Linked DNA regions of Sus scrofa: region 1 is linked to region 2. A link is a contact called in public HiChIP or PLAC-seq data. All regions are on one chromosome and are shown on one strand. The core of a region is the stretch at or near the end of the contact, and the rest is flanking DNA. Distances in the headings are between cores, read along the strand shown.

Region 1 (4,991 bases), core at 469-2,968, 230 kb before region 2:
CCTTCCCTTGTCAATTAGCTATCTTTCTTTTCATTGAATAAACATTGATTTGGAACCAAGTATGCATTAGACACTGTGCTGAGAGAGAAGGCTAGGGAAATGCATACAGTTTTCACTTTGGGGGAACTCAGTATCTAAGAATGGAGCTAGATAAATACTTATAATACAGTGCAGCTGCTGAATGAGAGTAGACGTATGCATTCAGGAGGGACTACCAAACTTGGCCTGAGCCAGTCAGGAAAGATCCAAGGAAGAACAGCAACCACCATATTTGGCAAATAAGAATTCTTACCATTTTAATCTGGACTCTTGAGAGAATATGAGGAAACCTGAGGATTTTTTCCTTAAAAAAAAAAAAAAGGCCAAAATTCTGCATACTATTTCATATATTTACCTTGAAACGCTACATATTTCAACGTAAGAATCCCTGGTCTAAAGGCATCTTAATATTTTCAGTTTCAATTAGCTGTGTGTGTACTATAAATAACCTACCCTTTCTCCTATTCTAAAACTACTTTTTTTTCCGGTTTTTAAGGTAAGTGCTTTATAATATTCTAGACTCTCACCTCATCTTTTTTTCTTTCATGATCTTACAGACCTTAGTTATTACCTGAAGTGTAAGCTTTTTTTCCTTGCTAACCTATATGCTACAGTTGCAATTAATTCTATTTTGTAGTTTTAGGAAAGGTGATAATATTTTTTTGAGCCACCTTTAAAAAGAAAGCACTTTTGACATAAGTCGTTTTACACCCATAGCAGTTTTACTTTTGCCTTATCTACAATTTTCCCCGTGGGTTTTGTTTGTTTGTTTTGGTCTTTTGTCTTTTTGCCTTTTCTAGGGTCGCTTCCTGCGGCATATGGAGGTTCTCAGGCTACGGGTGGAATCGGAGCTGTAGCCGCAGGGCTACACCAGAACAGCAACATCCCCATACAAGCCGCGTCTGCGACCTACACCACAGCTGACGGCAACGCCGGATCCTTAACCCACTGAGCAAGGCCAGGGATGGAACCCACAACCTCATGGTTCCTATTTGGATTCGTTAACCACTGAGCCACGATGGGAACTCCCCCCCCCCGGGGTTTTTAAGCACAAATTTTACATTTGACTCTTGAAGATTTTTCAAGAGTTATGTATGTGCGTATTTGAGGCCAGTTGTTAACAGCTGTTAATCCTCTAAACCTTTCAATAGAAGTTTAATATATATAGCACGTGAATGTTTTCTGTATGCCCACGCTGGTACTGAGAAACGCCTGAGGACTGAGGAATGACCAGGGCTCAAAAGCTTACATTCTCGCAGGGGTGGCACCGGACAGGTGCAGTGCCGGTTCAGAGGAAGCGCGGGGAGGGAGGGATCCGGGCTCCTGGCTCCGAAAAGGAGTGGAGAATTCCCTCCACTTCTCACGCCTTGAAGGTCTCCTACTCAATACCTTATCCTGGTGTTCTGAGGGGTGTGGTGTTTGTCGTTTCGCTTTATTAAGTAAAGAGGAATTCGGGAAAGGAGGAACTGAGAGGGTCCCGGAATTTCTTCAAGAACCAGCCGAAAGTCGGGCCCCCGCGGGGTTACGCGAGAGCCGAAGCGCCGTGGAAAGTGCGGCTTCTGCGCGCGCCCGGCCGCGGGGTTTAAATCTCCCGCCTCCCGCAGCGGGAGCCCGACACCTCCACGCTCTGGTGCGGAGGGGCACCAGCTGCGGGAGCGGCCGGGCGGCAGCGGCGCTGGGCTCGCGGGCGGCGGCCGTGGGAACGGGCGCCCTGGACCGACCTCTGCGCCGCCCAGCGCGACCGGAGGCGGAGGAGGAGCGGCGCGTCGCGGCCCGGCCGGGCGTCGAGGTGAGCGTCTGCGGCTCCCCTGACCCCCACGCTCCAGGGCGGCGGAGGGCCGCGCCCTCCCAGGCCAGTCGGGGCCGGAGGCCAAACCCTTGGTTCCTATGGCGACGCCCCAAGGTGGAGACGCAGCGGGCGGTGCCTGAGTTGAGCACAAGAGGGCACTTGGGGCCTCGCCGGCCTCCTCGGTTGCCTCGGGGAGCATGAGCCCTTCGGCCTCCCTCCCAGACAAGGTCCTGATGGGAGCTCCTCTGGGCTTAGTATCGGCAGATAGGGCCAGGAGTGGTTTTTGGCTTGGCTGGGTCGCCTCGGGACCAAGGGAGCATCCACCCACGCTCGTCCCGTTAGCTAGAGCGCAGGGCCCTGAGGCTTGTTTGGGTGATTTGTCTCATAGATGGAGATAACTTCCATTAGAGGCAGATGCTCTCGGCCCTGCGGTGCTTTCTTGCTGACCTCCTTTTCACGTCGTGTTTATTTTCATGTCATTATTTTGTAACGGGCATGTCTTCTTTAGGAAGTAAACGGTTAGCGATGGGCAAAAACAAAACATAAGTAAATGTGCGGTTTAAGATGAACTGCGGAAGGCACGAGCTCCCGAAGGGTTCAGCGCTCAAATCTAGAAGCCTGAGGCCTTTATCCCAGCCCCAGGCACCCATCCGCCTCGTGGAAACTCAGCTCACCTGGTCAGATGCCCAAATGCTGTCAGCGGTGAGATACCTGATACTCTGAGAAAGATGGAGAGGGGAAAAAATCCCTCCATTCTGGCAACTAACCCGCGATGCCGTGGATTTGCCAGTAGAGGGGGTGGGATTGTTTTTCATGTAATAGATCTTGATACATAGAACTTAAAAGCTCTCCTAAACTATGAGTCGCTGTGAAAAAGCCTATTGGGAAGATAACGTTTACCCATGGTTTTGGGTTTTCTCTAAGTATTTATGTATTAATTTAATTGGTTCTGACTCAGGCAACATACTGTAAAGTGATAGTACTCTAATCATCTTCACATCAATATTGATGGAGTAGCCAGCCACAGGTGCCTCATCCTTTAGTAGGAGTTGTTTATTCATTTATTGACCAAATAAGCAACCAATGGTATGTATATATTTAATCATATTATATTCGTTGTCTGTGCCTAACATCCAGTGTCCTTTGAAATTTCTGTTTAATAGTGCAGAATGATGTGCATATTGACATTGAAACGTGCAAGACATTATTCTAATTGCCAGTAATTGTCGTTAGATGGTTGCTCAGATCAGCCAGTCCAAAAGTGCAGTCTGCAGACATGAAACTGGTGGAAAAACTAGGAAGCCACATTTTTATTAGAAATATCTAGTATAAAACAATATAGCAAAATTTATACCAATACTGAACTAGGACCAAATCTCAAAATATTAACTATCAGATATAAAGCAATATTATTTTGTTCTACTATACTAGCATGCTTTGTTATTTTATTGTGTGGTACATACTATATTTAATTTTTTTTCTTTTCTTTTATGGTTTACCTTTCTCAGTACTCTGCCTTTAGCAACAACAGATGGAATATGTGAAAGACTTTTCAGTATGTCTATAACTGGAAAGATTTCATTATGTGAACTGGCTTTCATTATTTAATAATATGACATGTTACCTTTTTCCATTGTGTTGGTTTTTCATTCATCTGTTAGGTTTTTCCTTTTTTCTGAAGTCAGACTTTTCAAATTTCTGCCGGCATCCAATATTCACCTTCTATATACCTCATTATTGTGACACTGTTAACTCATTTGCAAATAACATTTTACGTTTTTAAATTTTTTTCTTGTGTGGATATAGTTAAGATTTTTAAAAAGCCAAAAGCTAAAGAACCACAATACATACTTTTACAACAGGCAACATTAACAACTAATATTGTGTTAATATTGTCATATTTCTTTCAAATATTTTTTAAATAAAAATAACATTTCCAGTAAAGCTGAGGTTCCTTTTCTGCTGCACCTATTCTCTTCCTGCCCACCATATATTGCTCATTTATATTTTTATTTCTTTTTTTCTTGATCAGTCTTCAAATGAACCAGCTTTTGACTGTTGATTTTCTCCATTTGCTTGTTTTCTGTTTTACTGATTTCTGCTCTTATTTTTATTATTTTATTTCTTCTATTTTGGATTTGCTACACTTTTTCTAACGTCTTAAAATGGAAGCATAAATAATTGATTTTGTATCTTTTTTCCTTTCATGTAGGCATTTAAAGCTAAAAGTTTTCTTCTTGAAGTTCCCATTGTGGCTCAGTGTAAACTAATCCAATTAGGAACCATGAGATTTCGGATTTGATCCCTGGCATCGCTCAGTGGGTTAAGGATCCAGCGTTGTTGTGAACTGTGATGTAGGCTGGCAGCTGTAGCTCTGATTCGACCCCTAGCCTGAGAACCTCCATATGCTTCAAGTGTGGTCCTAAAAAGCGGAAAAAAAAAAAAGACAAAAGTTTTCTTAGCATGGTTCAACTGTATCCCACAGCTTTGGGTGTTTTCATTATAATTTAGTTTAAAATATTTTAAAGTTTCACTGTAATTCTTTGATCCATTATTTATTTACACTTATTTTAGTTCCAGATATTTGGGGATTTTTTTTTAGGTAGATCATTGCTCTTGGTTTCTAAATTAATGTTGTTGGGGTCAGAGAAATACTCTATAAATCTTTAAATTTATTGAGGTTTTGGTGGGTTTTTAAAATTTATTTATTTATTTATTTTTCTGCCTAGGATAGGGTCCATTTTGGTGAATATTCCAATTACTTTTGGTGGGGGAAATGTATATTGAGCTGGTGGTGGTAGTGGTGGAATGGTCTATAAATGTCACGTCAAGTTGGTTGAGAGCGTTGCTCAAACCTTTTAAATCTTCACATTTGTTTATGTCTCCTTATTCAGTCAGTTACTCTGGGTGGGGGTAGTGTTAAGTCTCTAATTATGATTTTAGATTTGTCTATTTCTGTCTTCAGTTCTGTCAGCTCATTTTGTGACTTTGCTATTAGTCACGCAAACATTTAAGATTGCTCTTTCATTTGGGAGTTCCCACGGTGGTGCAATGGAAATGAATCTGACTAGTATCCATGAGGATTCGGGTTCAATCCCTGGCCTTGCTCAGTGGGTTGGGGATCCAGTGTTTCCGTGAGCTGTGTTGTAGGTCACAGACACAG
Region 2 (5,628 bases), core at 2,773-5,272:
AGAAGGAAGATATAAGGAGGGAATATACTCAGAAATTATTTCCTCAAAAGATTAAATATCAAGAAAGCCAAAGTAAAAATGGTTTTAAAAAATCTAAAACCTGCAGTTCCCGTTGTGGCTCAGTTCCGATGTCTCAGGAATGGTAAGTGGTGAATCATTGAAGGACTAGAAGAAAGTCATATGAAGGTCATGTTGTTAAGTCCTGGCTTTGGTATTTGTGTTTCTTCTGGAGATAAAGGATAACCTGTAAACTTTCTGCGTAGTAGCCTAAACCTTCTGTCAACAAAGAGCACTCGACTCTTCCCATGTAAATAGTGTTCACTGAGCCTGTTCTGCTTGTTATTCACAATCAATATGAAAACACTATATGAACCACATTTGAGACATCTGGACATTGAAAAGAATGGAGAGGCCTCCAGTTCTTAGAACATGAGATAAGAGAGACGCCTGGTGGTCAAAGTTGTGCATAGACTGGCTGCTGGGTACTCAAGGAACAGTGATTTTACTTTTATTAACATGAATGAAAAAGTAAAAAGAAAAAGAGGGAGTTGCCATTGTGGCGCAGCAGAAACAAATCCGACTAGGTATCCATGAGGATGGGGGTTCCATTCCTGGCTTTGCTCAGTGGGTCAGAGATCTGGCGTTGCCATGAGCTGTGGTGTAGGTTGCAGAGGTGGCTCGGATCGCCTGTTGCTGTGGTGTAGGCTGGCAGCTGTAGCTCCAATTCCACCCCTACCTAGCCTGGGAACTTCCATATGCCATGGGTGCAGCCCTAAAAAGCTAAATAAATAAAAAAAGAAAATTAAAAAAGAAAAAGATAAAAGCGGAGTTCCCGTCGTGGCGCAGTGGTTAACGAATCCGACTAGGAACCATGAGGTTGCGGGTTCAGTCCCTGCCCTTGCTCAGTGGGTTAACGGTCCGGTGTTGCCGTGAGCTGTGGTGTAGGTTGCAGACGCAGCTCGGATCCTGCGTTGCTGTGGCTCTGGCGTAGGCCGGTGGCTACAGCTCCGATTCAACCCCTAGCCTGGGAACCTCCATATGCCCCGGGAGCGGCCCAAGAAATAGCAACAACAACAACAACAACAAAAAACAAAAGACAAAAAAAAAAAAAAAAAAAAAGAAAAAGATAAAAGCATTGACCTGTTCCTAACCTACTTATTATAACTCACTTTTTAAAAAACTATGCCCAATGAGTGTAGCTTATAGGTAATACCCATACTCATTTATTTAAAACTCTCTGTCTATATATATGTGTTTATATATGTATATACACATCTACAGTTTTTTTGTTGTTGTTGTTGTTGTTTTTGCTTTTTAGGGCCACACCTGTGGCATTTGAAAGTTCCCAGGCCAGGGGGTCGAACTGGAGCTACAGCTGCCGGCCTATGCCACAGCCACAGCAATATGGGATCCAAGTGGCGTGGCTGGGACCTACCTCACAGCTCACTGACAACGCTGGATCCCCCCACCCACTGAGCAAAGCCAGGGACTGAACCTGCATCCTCATGGATACTAGTCGGATTCGTTTCTGCTGTGCCATGATGGGAACCCCATCCACACATTCTTTAAGCTTATCATTTTGTTCAGTTTTAACCCTAAAGATGTGCCACAAATTTCACAAAAAAACTTAATGACCTGCAGTTAAATTACTTTCATGTATGTAGAGAAGTCAGATGAATTAAGAAGCCTGGTTAATAGAAATTAGGTGAGAATAAACTTTTTTTTTTTTGTCTTTTTGTCTTTTTGTCTTTTCAGGGCTGCACCTGCGGGACATGGAGGTTCCCAGGCCAGGGGTCTAATCGGAGCTGTCGCTGCCGGCCTACGCCAAAGCCACGGCAACGCCAGATCCCAGCAGAGTCTTCAACCTACACTACAGTTCAGGGCAATGCCAGATACTTAACCCACTGAGCGAGGCCAGGGCTCAAACCCGCAATCTCATGGTTCCTAGTCAGACTCGTTTCTGCTTCGCCACAAAGGGAATTCTGAGAATATACTTTAAAAACTTTTTTTTTGGCCATCCCCCGGCATGTGGAAGTTCCACAGCCAAGGATGAAACCGGTGCCACAGCAGCGACCCAAGGCACTGCAGTGACAACACCAGATCCCTAACCAATTGCACCACAATTTATTTTAAAGACTATTTTGGTATCAACATATCAATCAAAATTAGAACTTCAGAGACAGAAAAAAATTGATAAGACTCCCTGAAACAAAAGGCTGACAATCTATTAAGGAGACATGTAACAAGTAGCTACAAACTACAGAGTCAAGTGGTGGAAGGCAAGGCTGGAAAGGTTAAGTAGCTGACATATGGTAGACAACTTGTAATTCTAGGTCGAGGAGCATGAACCATTGGCAACCTGATGAGAGTACTGACAAGACGGGAGCTCCCTGCAGCGAGTTTAAGGATCTGGCACTTTCATTGTAGCAGCTCAGATCGCTGCTGTGTGAGGGTTCACTCTCTGGCCCAGGAACTTCCACATGTGGGGCGGCAGGGCTGGGGTGAGAGAGAGTAGAAGGTCAATACTCTTCCTTCGCAAGCCAAGGAAGTGTATTGACAAGATGATTGGCAGCAGAGTATAAAACTGATTGGAGGGGGGAGAAAGCGAAAAAAAGGCTAGACAGGCTAGACGCCTAGGGAAACTGCTCACAGAAAGGTTTTGAAAAACTCAGCTAAGAAGATGCAGTAGGAGAAGGAGATAGATATAAGAGGTTTTACTTCAAAATTTTACTGAGTTATAGTTTTACTTTTCTAAATGTGACAAGATGTGACTTCCAGAAGGCATCACTGGTGTCATGGAAAGTGAATTTTATAAAAATTAAAGTGAGTTCCCATTGTGGCTCAGTGGTTAATGAACCCGACTAGGAACCATGAAGTTTCAGGTTAGATCCCTGGACTCGTTCAGTAGGTTAAGGATCTGGCGTTGCCATGAGGTGTAGGTCGCAGATGCGGCTCGGATCCTGAGTTGCTGTGGCTCTGGTGTAGGCCAGCAGCCTCAGCTCCGATTAGACCCCTGCCTGGGAACCTCCATATGCCTCGGGAGTGGGCCTAGAAAAGACAAAAAAAAGAAATTAAAAATTTTTTGCCGTAAAAAAACCTAGGTTATTCTGAAGTTCTGTATGACATCTAAAGAAAAAAAAAGCTGTTTTCTTATATTTCCTTAAATGTCATATTTTCCCTGGTATCTTCAATAAATTGATTGGTTCAATCTGTGAAAAATTTGCTAAGCAAAGGAAAACTTACTTCTTATCCGTCCCATCTATTACAATTACCAAAAAGATTAAACACACACTTGGGATGTTGTTTCCTTGAATAGGAAATATTTTCTGGGTTTTTCTACCTTCCTTTCTAATTAAGTAGAGGAGAAGGGAAGAGCTCCAGTGTTGGGAAGTTAAGCTGGTTAAGGACTTGATGAGAGGGAAATACCAGGCTAGAGAAGGGTGGCATTTCTTGGAAGATCATTTATCTACAATCAGTACAACCTCCTCACTCTCTTTCCACCATTCACCACTTTAGGATATCTTTTCGTTTGTTTGTCTGTTTTTGGCTGCACCCGAGGCAAGCAGAAGTTCCTGGGCCAGGGATCAAACCTGTGCCACGTCAGTAACTCGAGCTGCTGCAGAGACAACACCAGCTCCTTAACCTGCTGAGCAAAAAGAGAGCTCCCCAGGATATCTTCTTAAGGCTGCTTTTGACACTCATTTTTAAAAGGCAGGGTCAGGGTAACCCCCAAAATATCCCAGTACAATACTATGTGCAACAAGCTGGTCTAAGAACACACTCAGTCAGAAAGATCAAATTTAACTTGTGTGTAACTTACCTAGGAAGGTTCTGTTCTTGAAGCATTTCTCCAGACAGTAGGTGAAAGGTGTCTGCATGTATTTTTGGAACCAAAACTTGAACACACGGTATCAAAACTGTTCTATATTAAAACCTATAAAAGCAGTTCCCTCTGTTAGCTGCACATTTCCTTGAGGTTCCTCTTTAACCCTGACCCAGTCTGCTCCCAGTCTGCTTCCTCTTTCTTACTATCACTGACTCAACCTTGGTTCAGCCTCTCATTATCTCTCACCAGTGCCATACCAGTCTCCATTCCTCTCAACTCATTCTTTACACTACCAGCTGAGTTATCTAATTTGAGACCTCCCTGCTTGAATCCTTCCGTGACTTCCAAACTCCCAGCCTAGTATGCTAGCCCTTCTGTGATAAGAGTCCTGTCTGGGTCCCCTGGGTTCCTCCGGGTCTTCTCTCTCCATACGTTCACTTAGCATTCCAAACTCTACTCCCAAATAACATCCTCCTACCCCCTAGAAAAAGCTCTACCTTGTCCAGATTCCAGGGCTTTGTGGGTGCTGCAATTTCTGCTTAGCAGTCCATTGTTCACCTCCTAATTCCTACTTATATTTTAAGACAGTCAGGAAAGTTATCTCAAAAGGAGAAATTGCCTCTGACTCATTGAGACTGGATTAGGTATCCTTGCCATCTGCATCTATAATACACCTGGTTTTCAATGTCACAAAATTTATAATCTGTTCTATAATTTTCTCCAAATCTACTGTGAGCAACTTGAGGAGGGCCTGTATGTTTTATCTCCTATTAAAGTGCTTGCTACAGAATAGGTGTTCAGAAAAGTTTTCTGAGGAGTTCCCGTTGTGGTGCAGCCGAAATAAATACGACTGGTATCCATGAGGATGTGGGTTGGATCCCTGGCCTCGCTCACTGGGTTAAGGATCTGGCGTTACTGTGAACTGTGGTGTAGGTCACAGACGTGGCTTGGATCCAGCAGTGCTGTGGCCGTGGCATAGGCCAGTAGCTGTAGCTCCGATTTGACCCCAAGCCCTGGAACTTCTATATGTGGCAGGTGCAGCCCTAAAAAGGAAAAAAAAAAAAAAGAAAATTTTTTTGATGCCCCTTTAAAAAAGGAATTTACTGATCACAACTGCAATTGTTTTTTGCTTGCGGTTGCTCTCAGGTCCCCCATCCAATCACTGCTTTCTAAACCGTCCTGCGTATCTGTTCAGCCCAAACTTCTTCAAATTACTTCTAATCAAGGTCTTTCCTTCCCAAGAAACTTTGGCCTCCCTATTGCCCATTACAGCTAGTCTAGAAGCTGGGTGGGTCTGGCTTTCAAAATCTGTTTGGTTCTACATGTTCTGCTTTATTTCAAGTTCTGCTGTATTTCAAGTCCCTATTCTTCTATATTTCTAGTAACTTGATATATTCTGCCTTCATTTTTCCTACTGAAATCCCACCTGGCCCTTCAAGACCCTGCTCAGTAATCACTTCCTCATTTAAGTCTTCCTTGGCTCTTCAAAACATACCATTTACCACTTATTTGGGCACTCACATATCATCTCGTTTGGATGTAACCTGGGTTACATCCTGGGTGGGCCGTCTCTCCTTCCAAGATGGCTTAAGTTCCTGGAGGAAGGAATCTTTGGTATTTCTCAGCACAGCATAATGATTCAATTTCAAAAAAGTGAGTAATAATACATTATATCAATAAAATGAAAGCTGCCCAAATCTAGAATTTGGCTTGTAATTTGAGAAACACTAGCAAATAAAGAGGGAGATTAGTTACTAGCTAAGCTTGTCCTTTGCAGGGAAGTATATAAACCAGGAAGATAG

What was found. HiChIP or PLAC-seq counts read pairs in DNA pulled down with a chosen protein or histone mark.
Region 1: a contact with region 2 is called in an H3K27ac HiChIP or PLAC-seq map of alveolar macrophages. The contact joins the promoter of ICA1L here to the enhancer-like site in region 2. A contact is called at or near these places in 1 of 5 promoter capture datasets (liver), 20 of 47 Hi-C or Micro-C datasets (alveolar macrophages, blood, embryonic fibroblasts and 12 more) and 2 of 2 datasets of contacts at active chromatin or transcription factors (alveolar macrophages and skeletal muscle).

Annotation. Positions count from the first base shown.
Region 1 is chr15:106,374,300-106,379,290 of Sscrofa11.1, reverse strand. It overlaps ICA1L (islet cell autoantigen 1-like protein), which reads left to right and starts at 1,718. Exons shown (of 13, transcript XM_021075560.1): 1 at 1,718-1,828.
Region 2 is chr15:106,141,080-106,146,707 of Sscrofa11.1, reverse strand. No RefSeq gene overlaps it. Among named protein-coding and RNA genes, the nearest start is that of FAM117B, 39 kb to the left of the region's middle. Within about 2 kb of position 4,022, at least 5 of the 83 cell types and tissues checked have an H3K27ac peak or open chromatin away from gene starts, as enhancers often do. A contact at or near this core is called in alveolar macrophages, where this site is marked.